Regions from separate parts of the Triticum aestivum genome. Here region 1 is linked to region 2. Evidence: chromatin contacts called from public HiCAR-type data. All regions are on one chromosome and are shown on one strand. The core of a region is the stretch at or near the end of the contact, and the rest is flanking DNA. Distances in the headings are between cores, read along the strand shown.

What was found. HiCAR-type assays count read pairs that join an accessible place to other places.
Region 1: a HiCAR-type map of leaf shows a contact between it and region 2, with 10 times the contacts expected there. The contact joins the promoter of LOC123045865 here to the promoter of LOC123045864 in region 2. A contact is called at or near these places in 5 of 5 Hi-C or Micro-C datasets (leaf, root and an unstated tissue) and 1 of 1 datasets of contacts at active chromatin or transcription factors (leaf).

Annotation. Positions count from the first base shown.
Region 1 is chr2B:531,549,170-531,554,820 of IWGSC CS RefSeq v2.1, forward strand. It overlaps LOC123045865 (transcription factor bHLH153), which reads left to right and starts at 2,752. Exons shown (of 5, transcript XM_044469089.1): 1 at 2,752-3,054.
Region 2 is chr2B:531,291,747-531,297,643 of IWGSC CS RefSeq v2.1, forward strand. LOC123045864 reads left to right here and starts at 2,528. Exons shown (of 4, transcript XM_044469087.1): 1 at 2,528-2,874; 2 at 3,598-3,866; 3 at 4,169-4,411; 4 at 5,095-5,773. The coding sequence starts at 3,639. The coding sequence ends at 5,310.

The DNA.
Region 1 (5,651 bases), core at 1,502-4,001, 260 kb after region 2:
GAGGAGCACATCAAGAAAAGCAACAGCTCGTCCAGGCTTGTCTGCGACGACGACTGTTCGGCGGCGGCGTTGAGGAAGATGGCCAAGGAGCAGTCCCTGGTGATGCAGTTGCTCGTTGTCTTGTGAATTTGTGATAGAGGCGGGGTGTCCCGATCTTTCGATGAGATGATAACTATCGATTTGGTGGAGTGGATTTTGACGATCCGACTACAAACGTGCACGACGTTGCGCCTTAGCAATCGCTAAACCAATTTCGAGAGGTTATTGACCACGCCGGAACACAATCAACCTGACCATGAAGGTCCATTCCTGCAAGCAATCGAAGAACAAGCAAGAATATGATAATCCATTCTGAATATTGCGAATATAGATGAAGTATTGATAAAGGTGGGGATCCGAAAGTGGTCATGATCTGGTCGTTGGACACAAACGAAGTACACGAAGTTGCAATGGCTAACTTTTAACTAAACAAATCCCAAGGAAAAAGCTACTAGATGGATCTACTTGTATAGAAGCAAGGAGGTGGGAGGACGTCCCAAGGCAGCCTAGAACTAACCCTAGGTCGTACAAGGCTCATGGGCCCAAGTAGAGGTGATGCAACACCTTTGGACTTGTAGTTTGACTCGGATTCTGCTGCAGCGTCAGATTGTTTCGTCGATAACTCAACACTCGGACGGATATTAAGGTGATTCCAATTGGGTTGGGAAGAGCACGAAATATAATTTCTAACAAAAAAAAGAATCACCCAATTTGGAGTCTGTATGAAAGAGTTCTTGGCGTTTTGAGTCAGGTATGTTTGTCCAGTCCGAATCTGAATCCAGAACGTAAGAGACTTGGACTCTATCTTCTCTTGGCCCAAAAGTGACATGAGAGGACTTTTTGAACAGCACTTAAACATCCCTTTTCCCCTTATCTTCATATGTGGATTGTACAAATGTATCATACACCTGCAATTGGAAATGACACAAAAGTTTGTGAAGTATATTTGTCCTGGATGACATAAATAAATTATTGCATAGTTTGCATTAGAAATCACCTCATAAATATACATGTATGCAATATTTTTGGTCGTATCCAAGGTAGTCATGTCCTCATCATCTTGCTTCCGGCGATCCAGCTAGCTGGCGGTGAGCTCGCCGAGGTCGTTGCCAAGATATTTGAGAGCATACTGGACTGCTCGTCCAAGGCCAAACCGTGTTGAAGCTTTTCGGCTCGATCTGCCGACACAAAGCTTCTACCACAACATCACCTTGGTTGCAATTTTTTTTGCAACAAAGGTCTTGTTGCAGGAATACGGAGAAGAGGCCAGAGATGTTGTTGAAATTTTTGCAACAAGGGTCTTGTTGTAGGAATACTGAGAAGAGGTCGGAGATGGTCTTGCAACAAAGGCTATCTTCAAATGCAGGTTTTGCAACATGGGTCTTGTTGCGGGAACACGGGTCTTGTTGCAGGAACATGGGCGGGTTGAAGGCGGCGCCGCGCTGGGCACATCACTGTCGGGGCCGAGGGCAAGGTTGTTTGTTTCTGCAACAGCACGCTTGTTGCAGGAATTAATGAGGGGGCAATGCGGGGTGCGAGCAGTACGACAGCTAACAGCGCGGGGATCCAACGGCCATCGACGCGGCGGATATTTTAGAATCATCGGCCGATGGACGCGTAGCAGCTCCCTAGAATTCTTAGAAACTGTTAAACTCTGGGTCGTTCTACTCCAGACAAAATTGAAATGCCTTCTTTCTAGGGGAGTGAGTATAAAAGTTGAAATAAACCCGGGAAGCCAGACAAATATTCGTAGATAGAAGAGAAAAAGTAACAATACACGTGACCCTCTTTTCTTTCCGGAACCATTCCAAATTGCTAAATGCGGCAATGCGCGTAGGCGCCGTAGCTTTTGTCAAGAGCGGCACGCAACGCCTCCTAGCTACCACACGTCTACACACCTATCCCATACGTATTTTTCTTGTTCGACGAAAGACACCACCAGGCTGTATACACATCGCTGTACTGCGTCGCATACCCCAGCCCGGCGGTATTCTACCGCACACCGAACGTGGACAAGTCGCCGGTCGACGATCCCGCCCGCGGTGCATGCAGAAGAACACACCTGGTGGCTGGCGACCGCCGTCCCTTTCGGCGCATGCAGCCCCGCACAAATGTCACCCGCACGGCGCCCCCACGCCCGCACGTCCTCCGCTGCGGCCTGCGCGGCGCGGCACGGCACCGCACCGCAAAGCGAGAGCGAGCAGACGGGCCCGTTTGTCCCCGTCCCTCTCCGTGGGCTGGGCAAATGGCGTCACCCCCTGAGCCCTGTCCTCTCCTGCACCCCTCTCCCCCGGTCACGCCTTTGGCCCCATATCCTCTCCCTCTCCCTCTCTCCTCTGGATATTAGCTGTCATGGAAAGTGAGGCGAACGGACAAACCGCTACACGCACGCAGGCACGCCATCCTCGGGCGACCCAGCAATTCCACGTCACCTTTTCTGCGGCCTTTTCGCTTTGCTTGGTGCAGTCTGGGACGTGCGCCGGAGGATTTCGTGAGAGAATCCATTTCCGCAACGTCCGTCCGTCGTCACGCTCGGACAGATAGCGCGCCGCTGTTCTAATAAAGCATCCGTTTCCTTCCTTGTCTTAGAAAAAGTGAAATCTATCTATTCTCAAAGAAAAAAGAAAAAAGAAATCTATCTATCTATCTATCTATCTGCAGCGTACGCGGCCGCTGCCGCTGGCCACCACCCGCTCCCTGCCCGCGTCTCTCTTCTTCTGTATATATAAATGCTCCGGGCCTGCCTGATCCCCAAATGTCCCCGGGCAGCCCCTCCCTTCCCACTCCTTCCTTAAACCCCCCATAAGCCTTGTTCCTTTCCCTTCTCTCTAGCTACTCTTGCAGTCCCGCTCCTCTTCTCCAGGCCTCTCCGGCTCCAAACACAGACGGCGAGGAGCGCCGGAGCTAGCTGCCGTCGCGGCGCGCCAGTGCCAGTGGAGTCGAGTATCGAAGCTGGAGAAGTGGAGATAGAGCTTCCGCCCCCTCTCGGCGTTGTTGATCAAACTGCCTCTGCAGGTATGACCCCGGCAGCTCTTTTAATCCAAAGAACCTCACCAAGCATGATGCAGTTATTAGTTACTCCAGTTAACTCGCTATGTTCGTTTCGATCTCTTAGTTACTTCTCTTACTGTACGAGTAAACTACCGAACGCTAGCTAGCTGATGAAGCTAACCATACGGAGACCTCTTTTTCTTGCTTGCCTGACTTGACCATGGCGCCGGCTTGAGACTTTAAGAGCATAGCTGCCACACCAGCCATGGTGGTCTTCTTACCATCCGTTCTCTGAGAGAGAGAGAGAGAGAGAGAGAGGGAGAGCAGACGGAGGAGCAGGCGGTGGCGTGTGTATGGCGCGAGCCACAGACGCGTACACGTACATACGTGTCATCAGGCGCAGCGGGAGCGGGCGAGGGTCTCTCTACAGCTGGCTCCTGGGTGGACATCTAGCTACGTCGGCGACCGGATTAATTAGACGTGACCCGACCCCGACCAGACCTGCGCTTAATTAAGCGCCAGGGTGGTTGATTAGGCGCCGGATATATGCACACGAACATAAACAAACGCCCCGGCCCGTGATTGCGTCGCGACGAGGGAAGTACGCAGGAGCATTGATTACGGCTGGTAGACCAGTGACAAAACGTACTCTTATTACAAACAAACAGTAATAATAGTTAAATAAAAAGGTACAGCAACAGTGAGTGCAGTACTACGGTACTACCATGGCATGGAGACACGAGGGAAAGCCCTACCGCTCGAGCGCATGCATGCTAGTAGTTGACAAATTCGTCAATCATCTTTTCTGTTACCAGCATCGCATCATCGACGGGACAAAGCGTCTTGTCCTTTCTTCTTTCCCAGCTTCCTTCCTTCCACACTTCACCCACCTGCCACCCACTTTTTCTCGTCTCATCTCATCTCATCTCTCTAAGGTAAACCAAAGAAAAGTGTACCAAGCCATGCATCCATACAAAGCCCATAACATCTTTACAGCAAAAAGTGAAACCAAAGCTAGCCACGCCAGTGATACGATAGAAATCAAAGTAAATTTCCCTAGTGTAAGCAGTAGGAGCACACTATACTACTACTAGGGTTGCCTTACTGCTTTCCAAATGGAATGGAATGATCAAGGCTGGTGAGCTAACTTTGACAGGGTCCAAATAATAAGCCCATTGCTCCTGTACCTAGTCAATGGGCCTGTAGCCCGATCGAATCCCCGGAATGGTGCACAAATGGAAGAGAGCCGCGGGTACAGCAATGCCACTGCATGCTGGCCACCCTGAACAATATATTAGCTGGCGCCTTGTTGTCTTGCTTCCCTTCCCAACCGAAGGATGGGACCCCCTAACTGGCCGGGACGTGATGACGAAGTGTACTCCTATGCTATGCTACCAACCTATGTGGTACTCATACTACTGGTTGATCATCACAAGCCAGAGGCTACACGCGCAAGGACATCGATCACGTTTGTTTTTACTGTCGGATTGATCATTAAGTTCGTTGCCTACCGCGTTTGTACACATCTTGTGCTGTAAAGTGTATACCCTCCTAGTATTATCGTACACACGTTTTACATTGTTATTATTTTTGCTGCCTATGCTACCCCCTGCCTATGCTACAGTAGTTTTTAATAATATGTGTAGTTACAATGAAATAAATCGAGAAACTATAGGTAAACTGCAGCGATTCGGTGCCCAAGTGCAAACATCAATCATTGAAAATAATAACCCCAAATACTCGAATGCATGATGTGCGTGCAAAATTATTCGAGGTGGTCGCGGCCAAAAAACTTTGAAAATATACACTATTTGGGCATGCCATTTTTTCTATAGCTCCTCTAATGTCCAAACACCATGAAAATTTAGACGCTCCTTACGCACTAATGCATCTTCGATGCCAAAAATACATTTTTGTTTTTACTTTTTTTAATTTACTGTTTATCGAGTGTAGATGAGCCCGGGCGCAGACTTGAATTACCTTTAGATTACCATTAATACACGGGCTTCCGTTCATTTTTAACACATGGTGGACCAACTGTGTTAGGGCTATTTCTAACAAGATGAACATCATATTGAGTGCCCCTCAAAAAACAAAAACATCATATTGAGTTTCATGCATGAGACATAATTAAAACCGTGTACTGTGCACAATATTCTTCGTATCACAGTACACATGCATCTGTAACCAAGTGCTCATGATATCCCTGCAAGTGCTTTGGACTCGCACGTTATCTAGCGCTGATAGATAAGGATCAAACTAGATTATTAATTAGCTTTGGCCCGGTCTGCTTCCTGATGACGTTCGTTAGCTCCACTCGGAAGACAAAAGCCTCGTAACCTCGTGATAAGGTAAGTAGTATAGACTACGAACAGTGGAATAGTACCATTTTTCTTTGCCCTACCCCTCTGTAACTCAATGCAGTGGTCTCTAACCTTCAGATAAGGGCCAAGTACCCAACTGGCGGCATAAGAAACGGACAAAGTTGTCAATTGATAAAAGATTGCACGCGGCCGCTTGAGAAATGCAAATCGGCAGCCAAGGAATACTAGGCCAGCACTCCAGACCAAAATTTGGATGGAACTTGAGTACCAATCTAGAGATTCCATTTTCCTTGGCAC
Region 2 (5,897 bases), core at 1,278-3,777:
ATCAGTGACACAAAAGGATCAAACTGTGAACCTCATGCGTTTGTAGTAACCAACATAACCAACTTGGACAGCTCGCCTTCCGTGCTTATTTACTTTTTTTTTCTTCTTCTTTTTGTGGTGCGTTAAATTGTAGCGCTAAAAAGAGGACTCTGGTTTATTCCTTTTTTGGTTTTCTATATCATTTTTAGTCATTCCTTTTTTTGCCTTTCTTTTTCATTTTTATTAAATTGATATATTTTTTCTAAAAAAATTGGTGAACTTTTTTTCAATTCGATGAAGTTTTTCAAAATGAATAAATTTTTGTGAACACTATTTTCAAATTCGATGAACTTTTTTCAAAACCCATGAAATTTTTTTAGTTCATTATTATTTTTGTTTTTTGTGATTTTTTGTTCCATTTTTTTGTATCTTTTTAAAAAGTCAACGGTTGATCGGTGAAACTAGTTAACCGCTACCGGTCAAGTGCGATCGAGCAACAAGGGGAAAACCGGTCAAATGCGATCAAGCGATCGTCTTCTACCTGGGCCGGCCCATGAGGGTGTGCATGTGGGCACAAGCACCGCCGATTAGGAGCTTGCCTAACATCTGGCTTCAAATAGGAGTTTTCTCTATTTTGATAGATTCGTTTATTCAAAACATTTTATCTCTTAAACAATGTGCCCAAATCGTGAACCATTTTCACTGTTGCATTTCTCGTGTAGATATCTTCAAAACGAAATCCCATATTAATATGTTCTGGCTAACTTTTTCATGAAAAAAAAGACGAGTCTGAAGAACGACCCCCTCCCCCACCGGCTTTTTTCCTTTCCGAGGGGCACAATTCTGCCTCTCGTGGAAGATTTTTTTTCCTTTTCATGAAGCAAAGGTGTGCCTTTTGCGGTAGCAAATCCGTGCCTTCATGAGAAACAAATTTGTGCCTCTCACGGAAGAAAAAATACGCGTTGTTTCCTTTTCCGAGAGGCACAATTGTGCCTCCGCGAGAAGAAAACCTATGCCTCCCGCAAAAGAAAAAAACATATTTTTCCCTCTCTTTTTGAGAGGATCTCTCATAGAAGCAAATTTGTGCCTCCCCGAGAAGCAAATATGTGCCTCTCATGAAAGAAGAAACCACATTTTTTTTTTCCAAAACCTAAGGAAGATCAGGCAAAAACTGAAAAGCCCCCCCCCCCCCCCCCCCCCCCCCAAAAAAAACCCCAGGTAAAACACGAAAGCGCGTACAAAAGTAAGTAGGAAAACCAAATCTCGAGGGAGCGCCCAACACGTGACACATGGCGACTGGCGCGCTCTAAGGCCACCAAAAAAGACCACCAAGGAGCTTGCGCAAGGGGTGCCATTCATTTAGTTTCTCCCATCTGTTGTGTTTAGGGGAGATAAGGTCCCATTGTGCTATTATACATGAAATATTAGAACGTAAAGCTTGTTTTCAATTTTGTAGTTTCATTCATAAACGTAGAAACAACAATTTCAAGGCCGATAATCTCGCCAAATTTGTCTGTAATCTTGTTATAGGCAAACATGTGTGGTTGGGCAATCTTCGTGACCCAACGGTTGTAATTGTGGACATCACTTTGAATAAACAAAGGTTGGTGAGGTTTCTCAAAAAAATAAATCTTCCGAGTTTAAAACAAACTTTTAAAAACTCTGTCGTTTTTTAAAGTTCTTTTTTGAGCCGTTCTTTTTTTAAGTTTAAAACAAACTTTCAAGAAGCACCATGGTATACTACTCTCTCCGTTCCTAAATATAAGTCTTTTTAGAGGTTTCAAATGGACTACCACATACGGATGTATGTAGACATATTTTAGAGTGTAGATTCACTCATTTTACTCCGTATGTAGTCACTGGTTAAGATCTCTAAAAAGACCTATATTTAGGAACGAAGGAAGTATAATTTAAAATATGATGAGTAGAGTCACGAAACAATAACTCAAGCCTTGATTATGTCCGTTTGGTTGATCAGAGTTGTTCACAAAAAAATATTGGTAAACAAAAAGGAAAAGGTAATAATATTTCTGATACGAACATGAGAGGAAGTAAAATCTATTCAACTGTAACACGTATTGTGTATCTATTTATTTATTATTTTCTGGCCAGTTAAATTGTTGTGACTGCACCATTGCAGCCTTTTCCCACTCTCTCATCGTGATGCCTAGCTAGCTTGCTAGCACTGCTCTACTCTGCATGTTACGGGAGTTCGCCGGAAATTTCTGGATAGCCACGGCAGATTCACGTGCGCACAGGGATAGGCAGCGGGGATGGAGCCCACAGCGAATCCTTGCAACATGGGCCGTCAGATAGATATATCCAACGATGTCTATGTGGCCACGTAGTCCTCCATCACAAGATGTTAAATATGAGCCGTTCGATTGAAAAGATCCAACGGTTCTTATGAAGTGCTACTCGGACACTATATAGGAGTATAGATTTTTTTTGGTCTGTTGGCGTGAAGTAGGCCCAGAACTAACCAACCAGCCCAAACGGGCTACATTGTACTAGTACACTGTACAGTACGGTTGTACGAAAAGGGTCCCCCTCTGTAGCGGAAAAAAACCGACGACGCAATCCAATCCTTCTTCTCCCCAGTCCGCCTCCCTCCGCAGTCCCCGCTCTCCGCCCACCGGAGAGCTCGTCGCGGCGCGGCGCGGCGGAGCCGAGCTCTACTCCTCTTCCCGTGCCTTTTTTTCCTCTCCCTCCCGAGTCCTCCCGACCTACCGACGCGGCTCTGAATCTCTTCTGTAGCATATCCCACAGGCTACAGCTGACGCCTCGATCCCGCCTCCGCCCCCACACGATCCGCCGTCACCGTTCTTCCTCGCCGGGACGTCGTGTTCCTGCTGTATCCACCCCGTCCGCAGTCTTTGGCCATTGGGTTTTGAGGTATGAGGTTTTACCCTCCACTCCAGCGATTAGATTAATCCTACTGACCTTCACAATTTCCGGGTGTCCTGGTGCGCACCCGGCACACCATCTAGATCTGCCGCCTGGCTGTCAACCTATGGGCTGTACGTTGTAGGGCTTTGCTTTGCCCGTGGCATGATTTTCTGCTTATTGGGTAGCACGTACATTTTAATTTTACCAGGATTCATGTTAAAGAGTATCGGGAATACAAGGGTAGAATGCTGCACTTCAGCCTGCATTGGTGTTAAAGTGTGATCTCATAACGGCTGGCTGTTGTATTTGCAGGCTTAGAATTCCTATAAAATTTATTTCAGGTGGGGCTCATAGGCTTCACCTGATCTCCATCATAATCCTCTCTGAACATCGGGAATTTTGCTCTACCTGGAAATTCCTTTTTCTTCTGCCCAAAATCCTTTCGCGCAGACTCAGTTCATTGTTTGGGAAATTGTTGACAACATACATGCTTAGTTTAGTTCGTACCTCTTAGCATTAGGGGATTGCGCTGGCCTATTCGTTCTATAGCAAGATTGTGACTTCTGGTGAATCATCTTGAGCACTGACTACATGTTATGCAAAACGGAGAAATTTATTCTTTTGAATTAGATTAGTTCAATTGATACTGTTCTAGTGTTGTAGGGTTGTGGATATTTGACATTCTTCTTCCTAATTCAGTATGTAACCATTCCTATTTTTAACCTCCAGATTTGGCTCTGGTTAATTCTAGAATTCAAGAAGTTGGAAACATGAGCTACTGCCAAGCTACAACGTACAAGCCTCTTGGTGGGCTCACTTTGGACAGACCATTAGGCCTTGGGAGAACTTGCAGAATACTTCCTCAACATCATTCTGTATGGCAACATTTTTCTAGATCTTGCAAGCTGCAAGAGAAAGTATATCCAAGGCTTGTTGTTGCTGCTTGCCATAAGAGGCTTGGTCCTGTATATGCCTCAAGTGGGAAGGGAAACCTTGATGTAAGTAGCATTCACAGCTTTCTTACTTTGTGATTGGTTTTCTATTGGAAACTTGCAACCTCCTTGCAGCTTAGCAAATTTGTCAAGTTTGACTTTGTTTGGGACAATGGAATTTTCTTATTGATGTTGTAGGAATGCTTTAGTTTCAGGAATTCCTCTTTGGGAAATAGTGATACGGTGTAAAATGGGGTGTGCTAGGCAGTTGATATGCTACACACCAAGCATATTTAACACATCAAGGTTGTTAGGAACAATTGCTCATGTGGAATCATCTGCTACATTTACTGTTGCTTTCTTTTCAGCCATTCTCTATGGAATCTTTGAACAAAGCAATGGATGGAGCAAAAAAGCAACAGTCTATACAAGGCTTCCTGATGGAGCAAATGGCTAAGATTACAGGACAGGGGTCTGGTGGAAATGGAGGGAATAATAACCGTTATGGAGGCAGCGGTGGTGGTCCTGATGGCCCAGATGACGAATCTTTCACGGATTCATTGTATGAAGTGGTCCAAGTTGTGTTAGCAACTGTTGCTTTTGTACTCACGGTAATTTCATTGCTCCTTTCTTGCTTATCATTGTCCTTCATTCTGAAATGCTATATTTGTAACGATAGTTCTGTGCAGATTTTTCAATCTCTTATAATGCCTGAACATACTAGTTAAGCTAGCATTTTGTTTAGCTTCAGTGCAAACTTTCTGTTGTTTATTCACAACCATAAGTTAATGGTACAAATACATTATGGCTATTATATGTTTATTGTTTTGAACACCCCTTTCTCCTTGTGGACTTAGCCAGCTCAGAAGGGATAATGTGGATACTTGAAGTACAGAATAGTGATATTTCCATTCTCCATTAGTGAGAAAACATCTGTGTAGTTCCCGCTTTTGCCAAAGAAGATTTTATTATTTCTTTGTGGCAGCTGTTTTGTATTTCTCGTAAATATTAATCTATGTGGAGTTGTGGACTAACTTACAAGTAAGAAGATAAATTTTACCTTCGTACCAGAGAAGTTTACCAGTAGGAATGTTAGTTGATTGGTGTACCATCAGTAACACGTGCTCTGTTTTCTGGTGACCATCTTCATCGCTAGTGCTGTTCTAAATATATATGGGAAACTAAACTTGCATCTGCCAAAGACAAGACTTCCGCCCAAATCCTTTTTATTCTTGTTGGTTGTGAAAAGGACCCCCACATTATCTTTCTAAACAGCGTTTGCTTTGTTATGCAGTATATCCACATCATCAGAGGAGAGGAGTTGTACCGCCTTGCAAGGGACTACACCAGATATGTCGTCACTGGCAAGAGAACGTCCCGGCTGAAGCGTGCCATGCTTAACTGGCGTGATTTCTCAGATAGCATCACAAAGAATTTCAGCACACAAGACGATGTGTATCGAAGCCCGGTCGCTTCTGAAGCCCCAGAAGCTGGTTCATCATCTCGGTGACCTTTTCCGAGGCAACCTGCGTCCACATGCCCAGGAATCTTAAACCATAGCATTCCACGGTTGCCTTCGAATTTTCACCTCAGAAACTTCTGTTTCTGATCATCTAGTTTATGCCAGTGCTAAGTAAATGGACGCAACTAGACGATCAGCTGTTGTTTCTGCCGGATGGCGATTATTGCCTAGCAGTACTGAGATTCATTCATATGATGTCATGATGTCTCTGTCTGTATTGACTACAGAACAGGAGGGGCACGAGTTAATTCTTGTCAGCTTTGAAGGTCATGTAACGTAACATCATTGCTATGGTCGCCTGCTCGTCAATAGGGTGCAGCAGCAGCTGGCAGCTTGAATGCCGAATCTGATGGATCAGAACCGCAAAAGGTCCAAGTACTGTCAGTTAGTCAATGCGGCAAAGAAGTGTACTGCCTTCTATAAAGAATGTTGTGGTGTTGTCAGTGTGATTTGCTCTCGCATGGGCCATGGTAGTTCAGTTTGCCTAGCCTATTTGAGTTTAACTGCAGAGACTTGCAAGATAACCTTTCCCTTTGTTGCTGTCTTTATGTACTGTACTACTGTATATCAGAATG